Regions from separate parts of the Gasterosteus aculeatus genome. Here region 1 is linked to region 2. The links are chromatin contacts, called in public Hi-C maps. All regions are on one chromosome and are shown on one strand. Each heading gives the region's core, a stretch centred on a gene start, on an enhancer-like site or on the middle of the called end of the contact. The rest is flanking DNA. Distances are from core to core; before and after follow the strand shown.

What was found. A called contact is a pair of places that touch in the nucleus more often than the background predicts.
Region 1: a Hi-C map of liver shows a contact between it and region 2, with 2.6 times the contacts expected there. The contact joins the enhancer-like site here to the promoter of LOC120808298 in region 2. A contact is called at or near these places in 5 of 6 Hi-C or Micro-C datasets (liver, skeletal muscle, tail fin and 1 more).

The regions. Positions count from the first base shown.
Region 1 is chr18:13,318,383-13,324,178 of fGasAcu3.hap1.1, reverse strand. It overlaps cfap61 (cilia and flagella associated protein 61), which reads left to right. Exons shown (of 25, transcript XM_078093428.1): 14 at 63-269; 15 at 753-890; 16 at 2,571-2,698; 17 at 4,151-4,243; 18 at 4,768-4,936; 19 at 5,098-5,242. Among protein-coding and RNA genes, the nearest start is that of cfap61, 8.6 kb to the left of the region's middle. Within about 2 kb of position 1,423, at least 1 of the 9 cell types and tissues checked has open chromatin away from gene starts, as enhancers often do.
Region 2 is chr18:13,285,985-13,292,344 of fGasAcu3.hap1.1, reverse strand. LOC120808298 (bifunctional protein GlmU) reads left to right here and starts at 3,471. Exons shown (of 3, transcript XM_040161139.2): 1 at 3,471-3,597; 2 at 4,182-4,373; 3 at 4,532-5,933. The coding sequence starts at 3,595. The coding sequence ends at 4,783.

The sequences.
Region 1 (5,796 bases), core at 174-2,673, 34 kb before region 2:
ACGTCTGTATTGAACTAAAGCAAAGTATCAAATACAAATGTTGGTCCTCTTGTCATTGTCAGGATGCCGAGTACATCTGCGCCCACTACAACATCGAAAACTTCATCTACTTCAGCCATCACCGTCGCGAGGAGCTCGCTCAGATACGCCACTTGGTCCTCAAGAGCTCCTTCCAGCACTTGGGAAGACACTTGTTCAAGGAGGTGCTCCGGCTGGCTGGCAGGTCCTGCCTGTTCCACAGAATGTACCCCTCCATCCAGGGCCAGGAGGTGGGTTTCTCACACCGGGCCCTCGGCCCCTCCAGCCTCTGGAGCTTGAAACACTTTGTGATCTGTTGGTGTGACGTTCATTTATTGATGTAACATGGAACATGTGGAACAAGGAGGGTCGCTGCTTGCAGACTGCGGCCCCTCGGCATGCTGCCGTCCCCCCGGGTCGGGGGGCAGCAGGTGCCGACGGCGCCGCCAGCTCCACCTCTCCACACACATTACAAGACAGAAGCCCCCACTTCCTTCTGCTAATTAGCTTCCCACCAACCAGCCCAGGTCTGCACATGATGGCGTGCGGACTGACGCGCGGCCGAGACACTTGGAGGACTGGAGGTTGTTTTCTGCTCAGCTCATGTTGGTGGTGTGAAGCTTGCGTCATGTAGCCTGTTCACCTGAGCTCATTATCACTTGGCCCCTTCCAGTCCCCCCCCCTCCACACTGACGCCGTCGAGGGAGCCTAACCGCGCCCCCTTTTCTCCCCAGCGCACTCAGAATTCCTGCATCCACCACCTGGATGTGGTGCTGGACTACGCGGTCCCCGTCCGCCCGCGACGCCAGATCCTCTACCCGCTGGAGGAGCTCGGCATCAACGCCCCCTCCAGGCGGATCACCGAGCACCAGGTGGGCACGGCAGCAGCTGGGCCCCAGGGGGCCGCCGGGCAGGGAGCGTGGAGGGGCCTGAGGCCGCAGGGTGCCAGTGTGGCCACTAGAGGGGGTTTTAACGCAGTGATCCACTCTTAGAAACTGCAGCTTCCTTCAAAACTGCCTCTTCTCCACATTAACAGAGACAATAGACATCCAGACATCCAAACCAACAGATATTATCTTTGCTACTTTTGATTTGACTACTATTTATTTACAGTTTCTACACATTTTTTGTTCTTCACATATATTTGATATCTGTGAAGACTTTTCTCAGCTAAAATTTGACTTTGAGTTGAGTTGGTCGGAACAAAGCGATTAGCTTTAAGTGGGAAAAGAAGAAACCTTCCGCTAAAAACAGCAGAGAAAACACTTAATTCTTAAAAATATAATCTTCTGAGTTCTACAGATGAGATGAATAAGATGAAACTCACGGCGGTAACACAGCTGTCATGATCTCCGTTCAGATAAGGACTCCGGGCCGCGGGGACGATTGATGGGATCTAAAGCACCTGTTCCCTCTCCGTCCACACGGGATCACGTTACGCAGCGCTGCACCTGCTCCCCACATGCAGATCTGTTCATCTGGTTATCGCCTGCGCTATTCAGACGAATGCATGTAGGCAAATGGCAAATACAGAGTTTTGTTTACATATAAATGAATATGAATTCTCAATAAATGTCCAAATGCAGCGTGTGCATGACCCACGGCTGCAGGAGGGTTATTTTGTTTCAATGGACGTAGGTAGCAGATGATGATCATCATATCATCATATCTTCAGTCCAGCTGCTCCTAAACTGAGCTGCTGCACGTTTACCTTGTCCCTTCATCTCGTCAAAAGAAGAGCAGCTTAGTAGGTTCTGTGAGTGGATGTTTCCTACAGACCTGGAAGACAGTTGAACCAAATTCCAAATCATGGAAAAAACAAATGCAGATTTCCACGTCGTCCTTAAGCCACTAGTTGCTCTCTCACAGCTCGTCAGCGTTGCCTTCAGGGTCCCTAATGGCCAAAAGGAAGACGCAGTATTTAGGTTTAGTGAGCAGACGTCACATGACTTGAACTATTTAACTATTTACTACTATCAACTATTTAAAATGTTACTCATCAATCTGAGCCGTTCACATGTACATTTGTTAATACAGGCCCTTTTTTTCTCCTGCTAATCAAACTTGGCGACATCTCGCTGTGCGACAGATGTCTAAATGATTGGAATATGACACAAAGGTTAATTTCACCCCCCCTCCCTTTTCCTCGATGCTGTTTTCATCCAACAAGGTGCTTTGTGGGGCCAATCTGCCCAATCACAGACGATGAAGGAGCCATTAGCGTGAGGACCACTCAGTGGTGGAGGAATGCAGCAATTAGAAGGCGGAGCCGGATCCTGTGGGAGTCTTTTGAGGAGCGTCGGGTCACAAGTTCCATCCCTGAGTTTCCTTCTGAAGCTGCATGTTCTAAACATCTAAATAAAGAGCAGAAATGGGATTGAAACACAAACAAGAGAGTCATTTTAGACACAAAACACAACTGGAGATGAAAACCTTTTTGGGTCCTGATCTACTGCCCTTCATTTGAGACATGTGAAGCTGTCGGGTCATCAATGTGTGTGTGTGTGTGTTTCATCGTACATCTGACGGGCTCCTCTTTGCAATGCTCTCAGGCTCCGTTTGCTCTCAGCCTCATCAGCAGGAAGTTGACCTTGGAGCCCAAGGTCACCGTCAACGCCAGGATCGTGGTGGTCGGGGCCTCGAACACGGGCCTGTCGTTCCTCGAGGTACTTTGTCTCTGGTGAGTCTGCTTTATATCTGCATATAGCTACAGGTACACACACAGGATTATTGTTACTGTACACATAAAAACTGTGACCTTTAGTAGCAGCACTGACAAATAAATGGACAATTCTTGCTCCCCAACCACAGCGGATGAACCTTCCAGCGGCCTGAGGGCTCCTCAGAATCCAATCTGTGCAAATGTCACTTGACGTCTTTTGCCTTTTTGTCCTCCTCGCTCTGTGAGATCAACTTGCTTCAGCAGATAATAAGAAGAGCGGGGGCGCAGATTCAGATTCAGACCCGGTTGATAGCTGCCAGGCAACCGGGGGGGGCCCTCAACTCCGTGGCGCTCTCACACAGCTGTGGTAGAGGCCTGGCATGGAGCAGAGGCCAACACCCTCCTCCCCCCCACCCCCCCTTTAATTAGCCGCTTTCGGCTGCAGAGATCCGTGTTTTCTGTCGCTAATGAGACAACTAATGAGGCGGTTAGTGTCCGCTGGACTGACGGGGTGAGGGGGGGGGCGCATTGAGAGGGTGAATGATGGGTCGGTGTCGGGGCCTGCTGGGGCCCTTCTTCTTATCAGCACTGCCCAAACGTTCCCCCCCCAGACACAGCTTTCCATGTGAATGCAGCCCAGCGGCTTCATGCAGGCTGGACGGGGTCAGACAGATAAAGAGCTCTGCAGTGGACGGAGCCCCCGCCCGTAGGGGACGGAGCCCCCACCCTGCAGCCCAGCCGTGGTCGGGCTGCAGATGGGCGGCCGTCCGTCTGTCAGCGGCTGATAACAGAGCAAATCCAGAGCTTCTACCCCCCCCCTCCTCGTCCAGATCACCAATAACGGCCTTAATGCCTCAGTGCTGCAGAGTGACGAGGACAGTTGGACACACTGTCCTCGTCACTCCGTCTGTAAACTCTGCTGCTTGAGTTTATGTTTCTGTAAACGGACTCAATCTTCTATTTTTAATCCATTTGCTTCTCTGGCGTTGTTGTGAGCGAGTAGTTTAAAGAAGCCGGTTTAGGCTTTATAATAATAAACATAATAATAATAAACGCTGTAAATAACTAACGTTTATTGTTTCGATTATTGCAAAATGACAATGAACATGTGGATAAAGTTTTTGACTTTGACTTGTCTTTCTAGTCAGTGTGCTGTGACGTCACAGTCACGCTGAAGATAACACACAGCAGCGGCTGTGTCTATTTGTCTTTGTTGTGACTTTGTTTAGTTTAGTCATCGTCACTGCTGCGCTCAAGTTGTGGTTGCTTAGTAACGGCAAAGCGTCTCTGCCGACGTGTGGACGCATCCCAACGCGTCCACCGATGTGATGTGTCCTCTGGACCTCTGCACAGGGTGCTGTCCTCCAGCCCCTCTTTTCCGCCACATCTCTCTGCGCATGCATCACCTCTCTGTGACTTCATGCCGTTACGCACCAACCAAGATGCTCCAGCTCTCTTCTTCTCCCGTAGTCCTCACCTGAGGTTCTACAGCCTCACCCTCGTCTCAACGCACGGTTTCCCCGGCGACCACGAACACGACGACGTGGGATTTCTGTCCACAAGGTGAGCGACAGTAATAATACACTCACTGAGGTTGAGTAGCTGAGAGCATTCAGCAAACATGAAAGCCTCGTTTCAAACGAACACATGAACGAGTTGAGATGTTCAGTGTGGAGGAATGAGGCTCTTCACATACTCAGAGTTTTACTCCAGTAGACGGAGCAAAGAAATGTTCTGGTTCATATGGGTTTAAGTGACTGACATATTTAGAATATCTTCACCTCTTTATCTTGATGCCAGACAGGATAGGAAGCTGGCGTCTACAAAGACACCAGGCTCCATTCAGAAAAGCAGTGATTTACCCTGTCATGACAGGGTACTGCTCCCGCTTCTGTTAGTCGGTTTGTGTTCTTGTGAGTTCTTGTGGTGATTAAAAGGGTTTGTGTTACTTCAAGAAGTCACACAATAACACAAGCTAATAAAGTGTTTGGAGCAGAAAAGTCTGGTGGCTTTGATTTCAGCTCCTCTCCCGGGTGAATCTAAGAAGTGCCTCATAAGCCGCCACTTCAATGCCTCTCTTCCTGCAGTCATGCATACAGCAGAAGAGACTTGGCCCAGCTCCCCCTGCAGTCCTGCGTTGCCACGGTGACCGGGAAGATGGTGGGCATCAACAGGAAGTCCAAACTCGTCCTGGTGTCCGGCGGCGTGAAGCTGCCCTACGACCACCTCGTCCTGTGCACGGGCCTCCAGTACCAGGCGAGAACATCTCTTTACCTCTGGTCATGTGATCCGCTCAGTCCCGCCCCCTCTCGGCACCAGCTGGGCTCAGACTCACCGGCCGGCGGCCGGCCTGTATTTTGTATTCTGTATGATTTCCTTTTCTCACAAACCAAAGTAGCTGCTCCTCGGTGCTGCAGGTCCCCGGCCCCCCCGGTGTGGACCTGCAGCCAAACGGCTCCAGATACACCGGGCCCGTCCCCGCCAACCTGCTCACCCTCAACGACCTGAAGGACTGCGCGGCTGCTCGCCGCTGGCTGCTGTCCAACTTCGTGGAGCTGGAGGGTGAGTGGAACGCACGCATGCACACACACACACGCACACACACACACACACACAGGACCTAAAATGAATCTGTGGTAGCGTGTCATTACTCAGCCAGTCAGCGCTGAAGTGCCTCGGTGTAATTAGCGGCTAATTAGCTGCAGAGAAATCTTTCATCTTTGCGATCAGGTCGGCGTCCTCCATCCATTCTCCATTATTGTATCACTTCAGTCATTAAGCAAAATGAATCCGCTCTCTGAAGGAATTGTGTAGTGATGTAGAGTGAGGGCTTTTATTCGTGCTAATTAGCTGATCCCCGTCATAGAGGAAAACCATTAATACATGCACATTTCCAAGGCAGACTCCCAGCAGATAGATGCCGTGATTATTTCCATATTTTTACAATAGCGGAGAGCGAATATAAATAAAAGCGTTCAGACTAAAGCAGACTGTCTCAGCTCGAGCTTAAAGCATTCAAAGCTCACTAAAACATAATGTCCAGCGTTGTTTTTGTCCGTCTCTGGATCTGCTCTCAGCTCACACCTTGTGCTTTAAAGTGATGCAAAGAGAACAGA
Region 2 (6,360 bases), core at 2,222-4,721:
TGGATACAAAACACACACAAACACACACAAGAAGACGCAGTGGATCTGGTGTGCGATGCGTTTGTCAGCGTTTCAAGTGGACGTAGTTATGTGTAGTCTTATTTTTTGATCGTTGCTGACCTGTGTTTTTGTAACCAATCAGGAAGTGGCCATATAAGGACGTGGGGACGCCGTCACCATCTCTGGTAGATGTGTAGCCCCGCCCTAAAGCGTCCCCTGCTTCATGGCCTGTTTGACTCTACATCGACCATAATTCACTAAATGAACATCATGCTGTACTGAAGAAGACTTGAAACTAGAGATTGAGACCATAAACTCATGTTTACAATGTTTACTGAGGGAATAAATCAAGAGAGAAGAAGAGAACAGATTGAATTAAATAAACTGACCCCAAGCCAACGTCTTCTGCTTCACATTTAATATTGTTGAATATCAAACGTTTGACAACGCAACCTTGGAACGGACGAGTTGTGTCTTTTAATTAGATCATTTATAATTACACACCAGCGTAATAAAAAGTTAACGAGTGAGGACGAGTCGTGCCAGAACGAGTTGAATTAACGAGAAGCAGCAGGAGGGAAGAATTCTGGCCAAAGACTCTAATGAGCTTGTTGAATAAAGTCCAACCTAATTAAGCTCTGTGTGTGTGTGTGTGTGTGTGTGTGTGTGTGTGTGTGTGTGTGTGTGTGTGTGTGTGTGTGTGTGTGTGTGTGTGTGTGTGTGTGTGTGTGAGTGTGATGGCTTTGGAGGAGAAGCGAAGACCTTTAAGGCTTCATGTGTGTTCAGAATCTTTATTTTAGAATCTGCATCATGTAAAAATTAATCCTAGTAACACTTTGCATACAGAAAAAGTAATACTGGTATAAGTACAAGTTATATATTTTATAGCAGTACTGCATTGAGGGGATGCGGTTAGTAGTAGTTTGTTAACTATGTTATCTGTTGCTGCTGAGCTGAAGTGCAACCAGTCGGCGATTAGCTTAGTTTAGCATTGGGAAAACAGCTGGCCGAGCTCGCTGCACAAAACAAGACACAAAAAATATATTGTTATAGTTTTTATTATGCAAAGGTTATAATGTTATGACCCTGAAACCGTTTAGTGCCATGTAGACACGGCAGGTAGAAATGGTATTATAAAAGGTATTAGTCGTGGTAGTAGAAGTAATCCTTCATACTTCCTGGTTCATGATTACAAGGACATCCAATCAAATCTCCTCGTTAGGTACCTTCTAATTACGGCACATTATTTCTGAGCTACAAAGGTCACAGATCGTCCTCTCATTATGCAGATAACAGGCGACTGGGAGCTGCTGGTGCTGATGCTGAGCGGCTCCACTCACTTCTTATACACAAGCTGCCCCCCTCTCCCACCTCTAACCCCCCCCACACACACACACACACACACACACACACGCACACACAGACACGCACACGCTCGGCCAGCCGTGCTTTTGTTTGGCGTGTCCACATGCATCTGTCATGGTTGGCGGCGTTGGCACTGACAGTCTGCTATTGTTGCCCCCCCCACACAAATTATGCCCCCCTCCCCAACACACACACACACACACACACACACACACACACACACATACACACAGACCATTCCACCCCCCCCCTTCAGCCAAAGACAGAGCCACAGTTTGGGGTGTATTTCTAGTTTTAATTACTTCACACACACACACACACATATATTTATGCCAAATATACTAAACACCCAAATCCTGTTTAAACACTGCAATGTGTATTTTCTAAAGCGCCATCGTTTGTTTGTGAACAGTTTGTTTCTTAATTCTGAGCTTAACAGCAGTTATTAAAATGCTCGATTAGTAAATTGGAATAATTAGGGAAATATAAACACTTTATTTGAATTAAATAAAAATGTTGTAGTTTGTGCGTAGACAACACTTCAGAATTTTTCTAAAATTTGTGGGAAATTGTGTTGTTGAGCAGGTCGATTGTGAGAATGTGGATTAATGACAGCAGTTAAATAAATAGCAACACAATTTAAAATCTACAAATCTCATTAAATAAAGTGAAAAACATCAGCTGTGATGTTTACTTTTATTTCTGTTTCAAAGTTCTTTGAGACCAGTTCATGTCGCACCAGTACACACAAACCAGTAAACCAGTACAGCTGTAGTAAACCAGTACAGATGTGGTAAACCAGTCCCACCATCACACGTCCGTCACAGCGTCCTGACAGACTGAGGCAGGAGACCCTCCCACATTTAAAATGGTCCGGTCAGTGGTTTTCTGAACTGGATGTGTTTCCTTTGCGACTTTGACCACACCCACCAGTGATGTCACTGGGTCCTGGAGGTGAGAGTGGAGAGGTCAAGGGCAAGAAGACGGAAAAGATCAGCCTGTGGAGACGCTCCTCCTTCCAACGGCTCTTGAACACATCACCAGTGGTAAACAGAGCAGAGAGGATGTGAAAGTGTAAATACTTCAACACAAAAATACACACAGCCTCCATCTTTTTTCAGTGAGGCATTTGTGAGCTTGTGGACGTACAAACATAAGCTCGTTCTGCTCAATGCTAAACTAGGCCTACTGATGAGCTTATGACCAGCTGTGACACTGTGTGTGTCCATGTCGTGCATTCTACTCATTGAAAGACAGCAGAAGAAGAACATGGAGGTTCCTGTTGCTGAGAGCTTCAGCCCGTTGTCATGGATGCCGTCACCTGATCACCGGGCCTCCGCAGGGGGGGGGGGGGGGGGGGGCACGACTCGTTTGGCTCCCAGGAGCCCCGACACACCTTCTCATTTAAACCCCGCTCCTCACCACAGAGGGGAGGGGGGGGGGGGGGGTAAATACCGACTAAATGCACCAGCAGGTTGAGAGGAAAATACACAACGCTGGAAATCTCTTCAGTCCTGAGGTGACCTCTGACCTCTCACCAGCGACCCCTCTCTGGGACGGCTCCTGAGCTTCGGGCTGCTCGTGTTTGGGGGCTGAAGGTAAATCTCAGTCGATCACGAATGATGACAACAAGCTGTTAAAGCTCATTTCATTGGTCGTCTTCATCATCACCAACGTGATGAGTGACTCTGATCTTATACACGTAAACCAATTAAAGCTGCATGTTAACGTGGCAACAGATTAACAAACAGACAACACACAACAAGATGGGATTTACACCTGTTAAATGTTCATTAATGTCCCTTAAAACATGAACAATTGGTCTGAAAATAGGAGATCACATCATATCGAAGACCATAAGCTGCAGGTGAATGATTCAGTCAGAAGGAGCATTAAACATAAAAGTGTTTTTGTCCCAGTGGGAACTGAAGCCTACAGGTGTCTCTCTTTAAGAGGATCCGTTTGTTAAAGCGCAGCGCCATCTAGAGGCAGAACCAGAGACGTTCTTCATGGAACATAATGTTATTTATTTATTTAGTAACACGCTGCTTCTCAGATATAAAAGGATAGAAGAACCAGCCGGTGGCAGTAAAAGACCAGAAACATGACACCTCCTCCTGCGCATGCTCAACTCCCCCCCCGGCCGTCTTATCGCCGCATGTGTGTAAATGTTTAACTGGGGGGTCGGGCTCAGACTTTAGTCCCTCAGGAGCCTCCGACTCGAGCAGAATGGTGAGTTTCACTTTGTGACATTTCAGGGCAAATTCATTTCAAAAAGACTAAATGAGGAGCTTCGCGCTTTGAGAGGCGAAGAAGCTGAAACAAAAGTAAAGAGCTCTCAGGGGTTTGTGAGCATTTGAGCCCCTTTGTTCATTTACCACTAGAGGCCATTTCTGAAATACATCTTTATAAACGAATAAAGACTCTTTTATCACCTCCATTCTTAGTTTTTAAGTTCAATCCTTTTTCTTTTTGTCAATTTATAACAGTTTCAACCAGATTTGTGTGTAAAACTGGATTTTACACGTTGAATCTTCAACTTAATAAATGTAAAGTCAGAGGTTTAATAGTGATCCTGTTATGTTTGACCTTCATGTACTTAAAGTAAAAGTACTGATGTTTTACTGTTGTTTTTACGTTTCTGCTAACTTGTAGAATAACTCTTTTATATTGTGTTGTAAATCTGCAGCGATGCATCATATTCTATAAAATTGATATTAGTGGTAAATAATAAAATACACTACATATGACTCCATATACATATATTTATATATATAAACTAAAGTGCAGAAACAAACAAGTATTTCTTCTCCCAGAGTGCAGCAGCAGGCGGCTCGGCCCTGCAGGTCCACGTGATCCGGGTCGGTCCGGGTCAGGAGCTGTTGGGGTCTCTGCAGGCCTTCGTGGACGAGCGGCAACTCCGAGCGCCCTTCATCATCACCTGCGTGGGCAGCGTTACCAAGGCAACGCTCCGGCTGGCCAACGCCACGGCAACCAACACCAACGAGGTACCGAGAAAGTTATATGTGTTGAACTATTTATACACACAATTTATTTTACATTTTTCTTTGTCTTACTGTAAATCATTGAACATTTGAACAAAGAAGAGAAGAAAAGTAAGATATGGTTCATAAACATATATGTGTATTTAATGTCTTCCACTCAGGTGCTCCACCTCAGCGGATGTTTCGAGATCGTCTCCCTGGTCGGCACTCTGAACCGGGACGCTCACCTCCACGTCTGCCTGGCGGACGGGGAGGGGCGCACGGTCGGGGGTCACGCGCTGGGCGACCTGGAGGTGTTCACCACGGCCGAGGTGGTGGTCGGCGAGGCGTCACACCTGCTGTTCACCAGAGAGACGGACGTGCAGACCGGCTTCCCTGAGCTGGTGGTTCAGCCGCGACAAGAACGAAGATAAACGAACAGAGGTTCCCAACATGGGGGTCGGGGGCCCTCTGAAGGTCTACCAAATACGTGCGTAACTTCCTAATTGATTGATCTACCTGCAAAGTAACTACAGCTGTCAAACCCTCGCGTGGAAAGTAATTGATTACATTTTCTTGTGCAACTGGAGTTGCTTTTGTCCACCATTATGACATCAGCTACTTAGCTTTAGCATTAGTATAAGACCAAAGCTGAAAATTGGAACAACTGAGGGTTTTTTAAGTTTCCAAACAGAAGCAAAATTCATAAGGAAAATAAAACCTCAGCTGATTTTATCTGCTCTGATTTTTCCATATAAGAGCGTTCCAAGTGTCCTTCGGTTTTATCCAAGAGGAGTAGTTTTGCACACGTGAGTTTATTGAAATATGAAATTGAATATGAAAGTTTTTTATGCTTTCCAGAAACTCTTTTCCATCACATCTTCCTGTGGACCCGTCGGATATTGTTGAATTAGTTGCAGAATGTGTTTTGAGCTGTGTTTACATTCATATCAGTGGTGCACAAAGTAAAAGCCTCACTCTCTTTTTATTTAACAACACAAAGCGCGAGACCCCCCCCACCCCAGGATTAGTTTACACAGCAGCTCAGTGATCTGAACAGAAGATCCAGAAAACCAGTGAACAGAAACCAGTTTGCTGTGGTTTTATGCTCTATGACTCCAAAGGGGGGTCAGGGGCTGCGCATCACCACTGGGGGGCAGCATGAGACCAGAAGGCCTGAGAGCACCACGAGGTTGGAGCTCTCTCTCTTTAACCACTAGATGGTACTTTTATATATTATTATTATATCTAATCTGTTTAATCTGTGTTCCTGGAGATTGTCTTCATAGTAATGTATTACTGTGTATGTGCACGTGCAGCTTTTATTCACATAAGATTGTGTCCCTCTAAACAAGTCAGATATTCATATATTCAAGATATTCAGGAGAGAAGATCATTTTTCAGAACGTCGGTCTGGCTTCTGAGAAAAATATTTAAAAAAAACTTCCAGGTATTCAAAGATTGTGTAGTTCTTGGACACAGGACGTTATCTTATCTCATCTTGTCCGTCTCTGCTACTTGATTCAAAATGATGGCGCTTCAATGCAAATAGTAGAGTAACAATAAAAAGTAGATGAAATGATCAACTAGTTGTAATCCAGTACTTCCCTCTGAGATGTTGAGTCATATATTAGTATGAGTGTAAGTACAAGTACCTCAAAATGTACACTTAAATTTACTATGACAACGGACATAAACAGATTTATTTATAGATCACACAGACTCGGCTCCCTTGTGAACTTTCATCAGCATGATTGAGTCCCACTGCAGCGAGATGCTAACGGGGGGAGGGGGGATATTAAAATGCCCCCCCCCCTAATGTGCAGGTAAGGACCCCTTGTTGCTGCCTCTCGCTTTTTCAAGTGTGCCTTCATTGAGACAGATTTAGCTCAATTAAAGCGCTTTACCTCTGAGTGTTTTTTTACACCATCGCCGGTTCCAATCAGAGAGTCACTGATCCGGTTACACCTGCCCGTTCAATTTCCTTCTTCCTCTTTTTACCTTCATAGAT